Regions from separate parts of the Danio rerio genome. Here region 2 is linked to region 1. The links are chromatin contacts, called in public Hi-C maps. All regions are on one chromosome and are shown on one strand. The core of a region is the stretch at or near the end of the contact, and the rest is flanking DNA. Distances in the headings are between cores, read along the strand shown.

Region 1 (7,202 bases), core at 3,450-5,949:
TTGCCTTGCCTTGCCTTAATTTACCACAATATCAAATGTCCAACCAATCATCAACTCATTCAGGCAAGCCTCCAAGGATTAAAAAAAGCCTAATACATAAGTAAACAGGGAAGAACATAAGAGGTCATTTATTCAATGGATGTCACTATTCTGAATGTACTAGACTTATTGACAATTGTTCGATAGCTGATGCACATTTACAATAAAACATTTGTTTTAGAGTGATCTCTTTTTTGTAGTTTTAATTTGCTTTGCTTCTCATTCTGCATCCGCAAAGTCATTTGCCTGTACAGCTCTGACAATCTCTGATATCAAGGCTACAGTGCAAATGGTTATCAAAGCACACATGATCCATGTCGGCCATTATACTTTCTCCATTGGTAGAAGAACAGGCAGTCCTGCGACTCACAAAGACACAATCTCTTCAACTAGAGTTAATTTCCATGTGTCAGAAGGAGATGGCATCAACTGTGGACTCACAGGTAAACATGCAGTTCCTTTTAACTATTAAAGGGATAGTTCACCCAAAAATATAAATTATGTCATAATTCATTTTAATACGTTTTAATTTACATAGTTTTGAGTTTTCAACATTTTTCTGTCAATTTTGAGAAACAAATGAAAGAATTTTCATTTTTGGGTGAACTATTACTGTTTTGTCAGGTATCATTACATGTTTGGGTTCTAAAGGTGCAAGGTTTATAGGTGAGAATTTGATAGGTGTTTAAATTAAAAAACAATCATCTTTCTAATGCTGGTTGAAAGTCTCTTCACATCCTCATAACAATTATTAAATTGTAATTAAAGTGGTCCATAATTATACAGTATGTATTTTAATATTCTGTGAAAAGTATAAGAATAGTTTGTCCAATCAAAACATTCAGTCCGAACAAACAAAACATGTAATTACATATTCATGGACGTGGTTCAGACAATGAATGGCAGGCAAACATCAACAACCTACTTTTTAAAGTTTGGCATTGCACTTACTAATAACTGTTCTATTAATATTTCTCTCTGGTGAATGTTACATGATGTAGTGAAATTATCCAGTTTGCATTTATGTGTTCAGGAGGCATGGCTTTAAATGGTTGCAGGCTTGGAGATAGGCTTTCAGTGCTTTCAGGCTATCATTAGCATTTTACAAGATCTCCTGTCGCACTTTTATGTAGCCCAGACATGCTATTCTAACACTGACGGATATCCAACTTCCGCACTAGCATAAAACTCTTCTGACATTTGAATAACAATCACAAATAAATACAATAAAGTGTGTTTTATTACATTTTAAAACACTTGAAAGGGTTTCAGTTTGGAAATATTTTATCCACGTAAGTCCATGTAGTTAACCTCTTGATTAATGGACTGCTATGCAAACATTAGGATGGAAATGCAATTGTGCTTGTGTTATGAGTATTTTCAAAACAATAGTGATGTTGTTTATTGTTTCCTTCCAATCAGAGGCAAACACTCAAGTGTTTAACCTTAACCGTTTCAATCTGCTTGGTTTTATTTTATTCAGGTGATTAATTATATTGTCCAATAAAAGTTTTTAACTATCGTTCAATTAGTTTAACCTAGATATCTTCACAGATACATCTGTCACTGTAACCCACTCCTGCATAATGGGAGAGAGCTGTATCGCCTCATTAACTGGAATGTCAGATACAGTCACCCTTATCTACATTTATTGGTGACAGGATATGCAATTGACAGCCGCATTGGTCCAGCGGAACCAATCAACTCGCCCTTGCCTGGACTTCTCAAGGTTAAAGCTGCATCCCATTCATTTATTTAAACTGTCATCGTCCACCATTCTTCAGTTCAAAGGCCCAGAACACATCCTGACTCATTATGCAGTCCCACTGGAGGATGGTCTCACCTCTACTGCTCTTAAAGTAACAGATAAACCTTTCAATCCCAGTATCTTTGTCCTCTTTTTTTATCTTCAGAGAATTGTAGTGAATTATTTTCTCCTAAACCAGTCTTTTTTGTTGTTGTTTTCTATGGTCTGAGGTTTAAGGGCGATTCTTCTTTTTGCCAGTGATCCGTGTCGTATTCTCAGAGCAAACTGAGAAACTCAGCAGAGCGAAACTCTTTTTTTTTCTGACACTGACTTCTGTCAGGGTGTCAAATGTGTGCCTCTTAAACTGACTGACAGCAGATCCAGTCTCTTGGCCTCTGCGTTCGTCAGTATGACTCACACATGATTTTTTTGCCTTCAACAGCATTGACACTCGCTGTGAGTTAGTCTGGTAAATCAGGCTTAAATCAAGAGAAAGGAACTGTACCCTTATGGCAGCTCAAGGACTGAGTCACAGGCTGATCTAAATGGCCTCATTTTTCGTCTGCTCAGCAGAATGTGAACATGATGGATCCGTGATGCATATGGGTGCGAACAGTTTTACATCCAACCTCAATATTGTGTCTGCTATAGTAAGATTAAACATATATTTGATTGTATGTAAATGTATTCATTTATTCCTTTTCCTGTCGGCTTAGTCCCTTTATTAATCCGGGGTCACCACACTGCAATGAAACACCAACTTATCCAGCATATGTTTTACGCAGCAGATACCCTTCCAAATGAAACCATCACTGGGAAACACACACGATGCACTCATTCACACTCATACACTATGGACAATTTAGCTTACCCAATTCACCTGTACTGCATGTCTTTGGACTTATGGGGGAAATGGGAGCACTCAGAGGAAACCCACATGAACGTGGGGAGAACATTCAAACTCCACAGAAATGGCAACTGACCCAGCTGAGGCTTGAACCAGCGACTTTCTTGCTGTGAAGTGACATCGCTACTCACTGCGCCACTGCTCCGCTCTTGTATGTAATTCATTTCAAAAATTGTGTCCTCTAAAGTTTGAGATATTTAATTATATGCAAATCATTTCTTTTGAGGTTAGCATATCTTTGAACATGTAAGTACTCAAGATTGTCTCATCTGCAGTTTAACATGCATTTGATTTGATATAAACCATAACTACTGTCAAACTTTTTGCATATATTTGAAGTTCAGATGCAAAAACTTCTATGTGCCGTATGAAATTTCCATCACAAATGAATGCTTTTCTAAGCCTCCTTTGTTTATGTTGAGATATTTTACTTTAAAGAGCAGGAAAATGACTTATTTTTGCTGTAAAAGTGTCATTACTAAACACACACAGGAGACTGATAAAAAATACTAATTTTAGGAAAATTTCAATGGCATTTAGAGGTTTTTGCATTTAAACTCTTAATTTCATTGTTTGTAAATCATTCCAAAATAATCATCTTCAAAATGTTTTTGTAATTGTAATGAATGTAATAATGATCATTGCTTATTGTTAATAATTAGCAATATACAGTAATAAATAAGTAATAATAAAGTAATAAGTAATATACAATAATATGGCTATTATTGCTGAAAAAAATTGAATTACATAACAAATTATCTAATTACAAATAAAATATTTTTTATGAAATATTTTTAGAAGATTGTATCCACTAACATTTAATATATTTGAATGCATGTAAATTTTTTTGTTCTAAATAAAAATGATTACTTGTGCAAAATAGTAAAGTTTAGAATATCCAGTTAATAAGTAATTAAAATAATTAAAATGACATTTTATTATTTATTTGTATTTTTCAACCCAAATTACTTATTAAAATAGTTATGCAATTAATAAACATTGTATCTTTTAAGAGTTAAAAAAAGACTTTTACTTAACTAAGCTTAATACACTTTTTTTGTCCCCAAATTGTTGGGGTAACGCATTACAAGTAACATTAGTTTTGTAATGATACTATTTAAAATAACTAGTAAAGTAACGCATTACATTTAAAAAATAAGCCATATTATTTGAGTTAGCTTATTCTTTTTAAATGTATAGCAAGTTACTTTAGTTTAATTAATTAGCTTAAAAATTAATTGCTAAGCTAAAATTAAAATAGTCACAATGAATCATGCAGTCAATAAGAGAATGTGTTTATTCATTTGAACATATCGAAGAAAAGGAAAAGGGGCTCGTCTCAATGCACAGTGATTTTACTTAAGACAATGGTTCAAAAGTAGCAATAACATTGCTTAATTTTTATGTGTTTTTTAAAGTTAAATGTAGGTGTAGGTTATACAGTGCCTTGTTCATTGCAGACCTCCTCTATAAAAAAAGAAATAAAAAGTTGTGAAAGAAACCAAGCCTCAGCCAGATAATAAAAAAGTAACGCAAAAGTTAAAAGTAACGTAATGCCTTAGTTACCATAAAAAATTACTAAGTAACTTAGCTAGGGAGTAACTTAATATTGTAATGCATCACTTTCAAAAGTAACTTTCCCCAATGATGAAAGTTTGTCTTGAATTTTGGGGCCACATTTGCACACACTGAACAATACAAACAACGCAACTCAACACAAACATTATAGAAGAAATTACATATTTAAAAAGTCTAATTAATATAGGTAAAAACAGACCATTTAAAATTAGGCTGCCCAAAATGAAAATACTATTTGTTACGTCCATATTAGGAGCACTGAAAAAATGACTACTCTATGCTACTATAAATACCGTCTTTACTGTCCATAATTAACCACCATTGATTTTGCGTTGCCTTGCGATGCTCGTCATTGCGCGACGCTCCCCGGCTTCAGCACCGCGCGGCCGCTGACTGGATGTTGGTAGGAGCGGGAGGAGGAGGAGTAGCTGTTGCAGTAACAACATCCTGGATATTGGAGGCTGGCGGCGCACACAGCTACAGAAATAAAGGAGGAACGAAGACATAACGGAGGCGGTGGTACTCATCGCGAATGCTTCACTGTACAGAAACAGGGACATGAACGTGAACTTGGCAACTTTTGGGCGTTAATGGTGGATTTACGGTGTATGGCGCCGATTTATCCCGCGGCACCGACAAGGTGATGCAGCAGCGGCAGGACGGGATCAGTCCGCTACACGGCTGCCTGCTGAATGCCTTTACTGGAGGAAAAAAGGCGCAGCACACGTCCAGCGCAGGCCGGCTTGAGCTTTTATTAAAATAGGGCATTATGTAGAGGGGATTACCCAAGGTTTACGATACACCCGTGGTTTACTTGTGTTATTGTATCGGCTCTTGATATCGCTCTCCGCTTCAGATACGCTGCCACGGCATCAAGCGGACCAGGCCTATGCTGTGCTGAACCTCCGTCCGCGACACTGATATTTTCCGCTGTACGCGCGTGATGTGACGGCAACTTTTATCGTTTACGCCAATAACGGAAGCTCGTGGTGATTAAGTCTTGTGATTGGTATCCGGTCGGCCAGATTTTGTTATGTTTACTTGGGTTGCGATACTGTTTTGTGTATTCTGACTGCCAGTCCCTTATCGATAGCATATCGTTGTTTTTGCTAGTTTAAGATAAATATTTCGTTTAACGGGCGGTGAGGGCGGACTGGCCGTTTATCGTAAGATAACGATTCGACCCAGCCCGCCTTGACACCGAGAAGCGTTTGGATCAAAGCGAGGATCATGGATCAGAATGATAAAAAGACCCTCACGGTATGTGCTCACATTTGTTTCTTCAATATACCCGTGAAAAATATTGCGTGATGTTCAACATCACCCCGGTGTTTGAGCGTGAAACGCCTGGTGAGACGCTGTAATCAAGCGCAAACACTTGTACAGGTGTCACATTGTCATGCTTAAAGCTGCAAGTGTGCCTGATACTAGACAGTCTGTGCCGAATGATGTATTTCTGCTTCATGCTCGTTCATATTCTTGATGTTTTCATATTCAAAACGGGTCATAAGAATTCACACATGTGGTGCTTCGACTTAAGTGTACCTGTGGTTCCAACAAGATCATTTAAAAAAAATTATTTACGTCAGATTAGACGTCTTTAAACGATCTGAAAGTCTAAACAAAAAAAAAAAAAAAAACATCAGTGTTTTATGGAAAATCTTCCAAAAATGAGGTTTTAGCTTTTAAATTACTTGCCTTTATGCCACCCCAAGGTGTTGGTGGCTTTTTGTCTCTAACAGAACATTATCATTTTTTTTCCCAGCAAAAATCATATGCCTTGCGTATTAATAAAAGGCTAGCCACAGTTATTATTATTATTTGGTCGTAAGCCATTGGCTTTACATTTTAAGGACCATGATGTCAGCAAAATATAATATAATATAATATAATATAATATAATATAATATAATAGTTATGCCTTCTAAGATTTCTCCATTAATACCTGAAGTTACCACACAATATCACACGGCAAGTTTGCTGCACAGTAATGCACATACTTAAAACATTATTAATATTTAGGGCCAGACCGAATCTGTTTACAATTTTTTTTTTTTGCTATTTCTGTGCAGAATTGTGTAAAATCTGTGGATTTATGCAGAATACTTTTGGTAGTAACTAAAAACTTAATTTATTCTTTTTTTTGGCTTAGTTCTTTTATTATTATTAATGTGGGGTCGCCACAGCAGAATAATCTGCCAACTGACCCAGCATATGTTTTTTTACGCAGTGGATACCCTTCCAGCTGCAACCCATCACTGGGAAACATTCATACACACTCATTCACGCACATACACTATGGGTAATTTAGCTTCCCAATTCACCTATAACACATGTCTTTGGACTTTGCAAACATGAGGAGAACATGCAAACTCCACACAGAAATGCCAACCTACCCAGCTGAGGCTCAGATCAGTGATCTTCTTGCTTTGAGGCGACAGCACTACCCATTGTGCCATTGTGTCTAAAACTAAATACATGAAATGAAAAATAAAACCTTTTTAACTTTTATTTAATGTTCACACAATTAGATCCACTTATTTGGTAAACAAAGCAGGTCTATCATATATCTGCTTAATGACAGAAAATATTACTTTACAAACTGTATTGTAAATATATCATATGAACATTGTCATATTAGTCAATAATATTACTGCAATTAATAAAAAAAACTGAATAAATATAGATTTACACAAATAAATAAATAGACTCAATGTTTGGCTAAAATCTGCAGATTTCTGCGCACGCAAATTCCGTGTGCGCCTGTATTCAGTAAAACAGCACAAATATGGGAGTGTTATTTAATTTAACAATTATACTTTTTATTCTTCTTTTACTTCCTCTAACAAAAATAGGCGTATGCATAGTTTTATTCGCCAAGCTAAAAGCTACACGTGTTCCTCTGTCTTAGTGAGTGAATTAAGAAGTGTG
Region 2 (7,202 bases), core at 2,790-5,289, 300 kb after region 1:
CTTAAAAAGTAAAAAAAAAAAAAGTTACATTTAATAATTATTTATGATTTAAAGTGATCCATTGTTTTCAAAAGATAATGTTCACAACAATAAAAACAAAAACAGTGATAATGGAAATCAGAAGAATAACATGATATGAAAAATCCTGAAAATGAAAAGTCTACATGCACTGCTGAATTCCATTTGTGCCTGATTTTCCAGAAGGACAAGTATTATGAACTGAACATCATAGAGAAGTTTCATGCAATGCATTTCCTCTTTCGTTTAAAAAAAAGAAAAAGAAAAAAGCAGAAACTATGAATTGAGAGAGGGGGGAAAACTTTTATCCTACCCTAACAAAGCTACATTGCACAGAAAGCAAAGCACAGCTTGAAGGACCTTTTAGACATGTGACTGAGCCATAAGGGGGATTTGTGGGCACGAGGAAATGACTAAAAGACTTGAAAATCTTGTGCAAATAACTGATGCAATGAGCACAGTGCAGACTGAAGAGTGAAAAAAGAAATAACTGTTTTGGCCCAAATTATGCAATCATTGAACTTTACTTTTTCCCTACATGCACATTGTGATTTGATTTATTAATATACATTTTTATTAAAGAAATATTTAACTGATAAACAGAGACAGCAAAATAAAGAAGTCAGTTCTTTTAAAACAAAAATGTTTAGCATGTCACTTACAATAGTACAATCTTGTTGTTAATGTCCTGTCTGAAAGTAAACGGTGAGTTAACAGAGTTGAGCTGATTGGTCAAGTTGTCCTCTTCTTCCTCCTCCTCCTCCTCATAGTGGTTTTCTCCATCCAGCTCGTCCTGGACTCCCTGAGGCTGGTCCCATGTGGGCAGGTTCAGAACCTCCACAAACTGGGAACGGGCTCCCAAGGGATCCATTGTGCAAATTTGCTGTCTGATTCTGAAGTGAAAAGACACAGAGAAGCATTTTCTTTACTTACAAAGAGACTGTAGAATGACCTGAGGCATGCTAGCGCATTAATTTAATCGTACACACACAAATGCCTGATTCAACTGAAACATATACGTGGAAGACTACGATAACAGACTTCTGTAAATCTCAAGCACACAATTAATGCGTATAATTATTAACAACGTAATGGAAATATTGATTTTACACTTTAATTTAATTAAGAGTTGATTTTGTGATGTTTAATTAATTATAAATAATTTTCCCACATTTTTCGAGTGCCCTGGACTGATTTTTGCTGTTTATTGTGAGGAATTTCTTACCCAAAGAGCACCAATGCATTATTTAAGCTGCCCCTGGGCTCTTTTAGTCTGTTTTTGGAATTATAAATCTTATTTTAAAGGAACTTTATTAAAAAAATATTAATTTGACCTTTTAAATTTGAAGTTGTAAACAATGAAGCAATATGCTTCTTAGAGAACACTTGACAATTCTCAGTTTCTATGGATTTACTGGTCATTTTAGGTGTGGGTTTGTGTAAACTACTAATATTTGTTTTATTATAAAATCTGATCTGGTCATAATATCAATTGTTTTAACTTATTGGGATAAAAAAGAAGGTATAATGCACCAAATATTGCTTGCTTTCTCTTCTTCAGTTAAAACACAGACATGTTCTCTAACAATTAATAAAAAGATATCCAAAACATGGCACCTTTTCATATTTATATTTTACCTATTTATATTTCACACAAAAAAAAATCTCTCAAAACATATTTCATGTTCGTTTAAGATTTTGGAGAATTATCATTCATAGAAAAAACCCACAAATCTTATACCTAGAGAAAATGATAGATGACAAAGCGCACATAAAAATGAAATTTTCCCTTTAAAACAACTGATTGATTAGCAAGAAAAATATCTTCATTTTAACTGAAGTAATGTGGATTGCTGTGAAGCTCGCTGAATATGCTTTTTATATACATCGAATTTGATAGAAAACCTTCATTTCACTTTGACTGATCTAACGGAGTGATATACATATTGAATGGCGAGCACATGATATGGAAATGATTACATCTCTATTAATCTTTAAAAATTTCCCAATAGAACAAATTTTGACTAACAGATTAAGTATAGTTTAAAACCTTTTAACACGTACATATATACTAGGACTGCACTATATATATATATATATATATATATATATATATATATATATATATATATATATATATATATATATATATATATATAATTTCAGCATTGATACCACAATGTGTGCATTCGCAAGAGTCAGCATCTGTTATAGTTGGTCAGCAATGAAGAAGAGAAGCAGTTTTAAAATGAAGTGACACGACATCTGATGTACAGATGCCACTGGCACATGTAACTGCTGCTGATGAAGAATGTACAGTGTTTACATTTTAAATTACATTTGATTACTCAATAAGGACAGGACAAAGTAGAGATATACATGAGGTGGTGCATCTCGTAATGGCGGATCGAACACATAACAATGAAAAAATATATGTGCTGTTAATAAAAGAAATACATCTTAAAAGTTTTTAATGCATTTTCCACCAATTTATTACAAATGGCATGATATATTGTGGATGGTTTTCTTGTGATATATCACAGATATCGTGATTTATCATTATCATGGGCAAAATATCATGATAATATCGTATTGTAGCTGAATATCTGACTAATGTTTTTACTTTCATCTTTACTCTCTTACTTATTTGTGCAATTTATTTCATTCACTCTTTACCGAGATGACTCCAATTAAAGTTAATGATTTTATTCCAGGTAGAGTTAATCAAATCATTGAATCTAAGCTAAAATTGCATTCATATTACAGTATAAATCTCAGCAAAATAAAGTAATTGCAATGTTAGATTTTTTCAATGCCGTGCAGCCCTAATATATACACATACATACATTTTAAATGCTTATATTCAAAGTGCTTATTGTGTTATACTGTCTTAAAAAAACAAACAAACAAACAAAAAAACATTACATATGTTTAAAATGTATTCTTCAGATTATAAAGTATGTTATAAAAACTCCAGCAACAACTCCTGTGTCTGGCCAGCATGATCTGCATAAGTGTGAGAAGTGCAGTGTTCATAAACATAATTGACTTTGAGGCACAACAGAGAGGCTCTATCAGTACACACAGACAGACACACACAGGAGTCCAGGAACAGATAAGATATTCAGCAGCATTGAGGCGCATGTGTAAAGGTCGACTCAAATTAGATTTCATCATCAACATCAACAAAGTATAGGCTCGATCAAACATATAAACGTCCAGTCTCCATGTTCATTAGCACCAATAATAATACACTGCGTTGAGGAGGACGAAAGGGAAAATAACACCTCGTATTAATTCCAAATATAACAACTATAAAAGTGAAACTGCAACCAACGTAAAGCACCACAACTACTCATCACAATGTCCAGCCACCTACCAGATGATGCAGATATTCAGTCCAATCTCCTGGAAAAACAAAACCGCGTTAGCTCAAATCCATGCACGGACGAAAGAGTCAGAAGCCACTGTCAACGTCCTCTCTCTCCTTCCGCTTTTAAATAGACCATTGTTAAAATGTGATTTTTACTGGTTGTGGTCAACACATCGTGCGTGCAACATTCAGCGAGTTTCCTGATCAGCTGATTCACGAGAACAAAAATCATCACTTCCGGGATTGCGGCAGGGAGTGTGGATGTGTTGTCAATCCGTGTCGAAAACGCACAGACGTGTTCAAAAATGTAATCACAGATTTTAATAGACGTTCTACGTTCAATGAGAATTGCAAAATAAGTACAATAAAAAATAACGAATATATAACTTAAATACATGTTTTATTTGCGAGCACATTTGGCCTCAGGCACAACATTGTGACTTCATAGACCTAAGTAATCAATAACATGAGCGTAAATCACAAGAAGAACACATACACAAACCACACACGCAAAGGAAATAATAAGGACGGAATAAATAATATATTAGTCGCACAAATATTCATAAAACGGTAAATATGCTAAATGTTTTGTTTAGTTTCATCGTTGTGCTGCTCGGTAATCTACTACGTCTGCCTTTACAGGATGTCACACATGCGACTGGAAAGCATGTCGGAGTTCTCCCCATCCACTGAAGAAATACTTTCATAAGGACTGCAAATACAAAAGTCGTCTAATTCACAAAAGTATGTAAATACGTTTTTTTAATACACAGTGGTCATTATGAACTGTAAGATAGTGTAAAAGTTTACATATTCGCATTTATATGCGATTAAAAGAGCTGCCTTAGCTCAAAGCGTGGCGTCAGGAGTAACTTATAGCTTCAGTTAATGGCCTATTTAAAGAATAAATTTACGTTGTAACTGGCTATAGCTTTTATATATGTTCATGAGAACCATTTTGTTTGCAGCCGAATAACTAAAACGCGTCACAACAACAGATCTGCTGTAACTTTTATTATAACTTTATGCCAAATTTTAATGTGCCACATACCTTATTATATTTAAATTAGTGCTAATATTTAATACGTAATATGTTAGGTGCAAGTTCTGACAAAACGTAACGTAATACACTACTATACACTAATGCAATTTAATGTAATATATGATGATTAGTATAAGACTGATAGGTGGACTGTTATTATGTTTGCATAGAAGAGTTTGAAGCAACAAAACAGCAGGCTAGCATCTAAAGTTAAAGTTATCATAAGTGCAAGTAATCGAGTAGTACAAATGAAAGTACAGGTAAATATACAGTAGTCAACAATTGAAGCAGATCAGTTTTTTCTAAATTGTCCTGAGACAGGAATGGTTGTTCAATAGTTTTTAGGACAACTTTGATAAAAGGTTTTGATTCACAAACATCTGCTACACATATTATGATTTTAAGAAAATATTATTGTAATTTAAAAAAATGTGTAATATTTATCAGGAAATCTTTTTTTTTTTTGACATTTCATGAACCCCTGAAGGGGGGCATTCTAAAACGCTTAACATGAAAAAAGCTTAACGTGGCTTAATGTACCTAAACCTTAACCAGAGAAATCCAAATTACTTTCAAATTGTAAGTGTAATTAACCCCAACTACTAAACTAATTAAAAAAGAATGAGTCCCAATTCTATAGATAAAGTGAAAAACAGCACATTAAGCGTTTCCTCCCCCATTGAAGTCTATTTTAAGGAAAGAGCTAAAGGTGGCTTAATGTACCTTAACAACAATTAGAGAAAATCAAATTTCTGTCAAATTTTACTCAAGACACTTTCTGATGTCAAAAATTTAGCTTTAATTTTAGTGAGGGAAAGTTTTCACGTTATGCCTTTTAATTCCATTATAAGCAAACAGGCTTAATATACCTTAACACAGAGCAAGAAACCCAAATTTATGTCAAACTTTACTTGTGATTACCACTAACTCTTGTCAAAAGAGCAGGCTTTAATTCCATAGATAAAATGAACAATATCACATTAAGTGTTTCTCCCCCATTGAAGTCTATAATAAGGAAAGGCTTAACATAACTTTACAGCAACCAAGGGAAACCATTTGTTAAAAAGAGTGTTTAAAAATCAAAATTAGTGTTAATCACAAGTAACATTTGATAGAAATGTGATTTTCCCCCCACTTGTTGTTAAGATACATTAAGCCAAGTTAAGCTTTTTCCTAATAATAAACTTCAATAGGGGAGAAAACACTTAGGGCAATGTTTTTGACTTTATCTATGGAATTGGGACTCGTTGTTTTTACAGTAGTTGGAGTTAATTGTGAGTACAATTTGACAGAAATTTGTGTTTCTCTGCTTCATGTTTAGGTACATTAAGCCACATCAAGCTTTTTTCATGTTAAGAGTTTTAGAATGACCCAATTGAGGTAAAGTTGGTTTTATATTCACACACTCGGACTTTCTCTTTAATAATATAATTTCAGAAAAGTATTCTTTGCCATTTCTAAATAGTCAAAACATATTAGTAGCCAATGGCTATCAAAGTACAACACTGCTCACAGTCAGTTAAATAGTGCTAATATTGTTTTGAAGTAATGTTTACATCTGATTTCGGACCAAATATTCAAAGTATCATGGTAAACACTATAAGGAGCAAGTCACAAGTTTTCATTGAACAAATATGTGAATATAAAACCAACTTTACCTCAGTCATTTATCCTACCATGTTAAAAGCATGTTGTAGTGCAGCTTTATGCAGATAACCAATTGTGCTCAGTTTAGAAAATTAAAGGAGTAATGTGTTGTTTATGTGTTCTCCAGCCATGGGTTTAACTAAGCAGTACCTGCGCTATGTGGCGAGTGCTGTATTTGGAGTGATCGGCAGTCAGAAAGCCAATATCGCCTTTGTGACCCTCAGGGGTGGAGAGAAGGGTCGATATGTTGCAGTGGGGGCTTGTGAACATGTTTTCATATGGGATGTCCGCAAGGCTGAGAAGGTATTTGTTTAGAATGTTTTAGAAGATCATTTATTGAACTACAGTATAATTTTATAGAAATGTATCACTGATTTTCTCATCTATTCATTTCGCAGGTTCTCATACTTGAAGGTAAAAAGCATGAAGTGACGTATCTGTGCCCCTCTCCTGATGGTGTGCATATAGCTGTTGGTTATGAGGATGGAGGTGTGCGAATCTTCAGTTTGCTGAACGGTGAAAGCAACGTCTCCTTCAGTGGACACAAATCAGCCGTTTCAGTCATCAAATACGATGCTCTGGGAGCTCGTCTTGTCACTGGCTCAAGAGTAAGACCTCAGTTCATATTAGAATTCATTCATTTTTTTTAATACAGATTTTCTTTTTAGCTTGAACTAAACTTGTTGTGTTTCAGGACACAGATGTGATTGTGTGGGATGTCATCAATGAGTGCGGTCTGTACAGACTTAAAGGACACAAAGATGCCATCACACAAGTTTTGTTCTTGGAAAGTAAAAACCTGCTGATTACAAGGTAAAGCAGACTTCAAGTTTTATATAGAAATAGAATTTTTAGACAGATTTTAGATCCGAACTTGACAAAAGTTTGTCAAAGATATCAATGCACATCAATAAAACATTTAATCAGAGAGTACATTTATCAAAGTATATTCAATACCTTTTAAGACCTTTTTAAAGACTCTTTCCATACATTTTAGGACCTTATAACCACTTTTCAACCAGAAAACACTGTTGAGATTTTAACTTACAGTATATTTACTAAATATTAATGTAAGAAACTAGTCCAAAACTAAAACATTATTCATATACTGAATAAAAATCT

The links. Hi-C and Micro-C count contacts between places; a contact is called where the count stands out from the background.
Region 2: a Hi-C map of hematopoietic stem cells shows a contact between it and region 1, with 4 times the contacts expected there. The contact joins the promoter of wdr3 here to the promoter of man1a2 in region 1. A contact is called at or near these places in 9 of 18 Hi-C or Micro-C datasets (caudal fin, embryo, fibroblasts and 3 more) and 2 of 4 datasets of contacts at active chromatin or transcription factors (embryo and pancreas).

What each region holds. Positions count from the first base shown.
Region 1 is chr9:22,161,198-22,168,399 of GRCz12tu, forward strand. It overlaps man1a2 (mannosidase, alpha, class 1A, member 2), which reads left to right and starts at 4,700. Exons shown (of 14, transcript NM_001256622.1): 1 at 4,700-4,911. The region is part of intron 2 of LOC141376109 (a long non-coding RNA gene); the gene reads right to left.
Region 2 is chr9:22,465,065-22,472,266 of GRCz12tu, forward strand. It overlaps wdr3 (WD repeat domain 3), which reads left to right and starts at 4,040. Exons shown (of 27, transcript NM_198873.1): 1 at 4,040-4,135; 2 at 6,208-6,383; 3 at 6,479-6,688; 4 at 6,775-6,893. The coding sequence starts at 6,210. gdap2 (ganglioside induced differentiation associated protein 2) reads right to left here and starts at 3,571. Exons shown (of 14, transcript NM_001004563.1): 1 at 3,398-3,571; 2 at 681-911. The coding sequence starts at 889. The region is part of intron 2 of LOC141376109 (a long non-coding RNA gene); the gene reads right to left.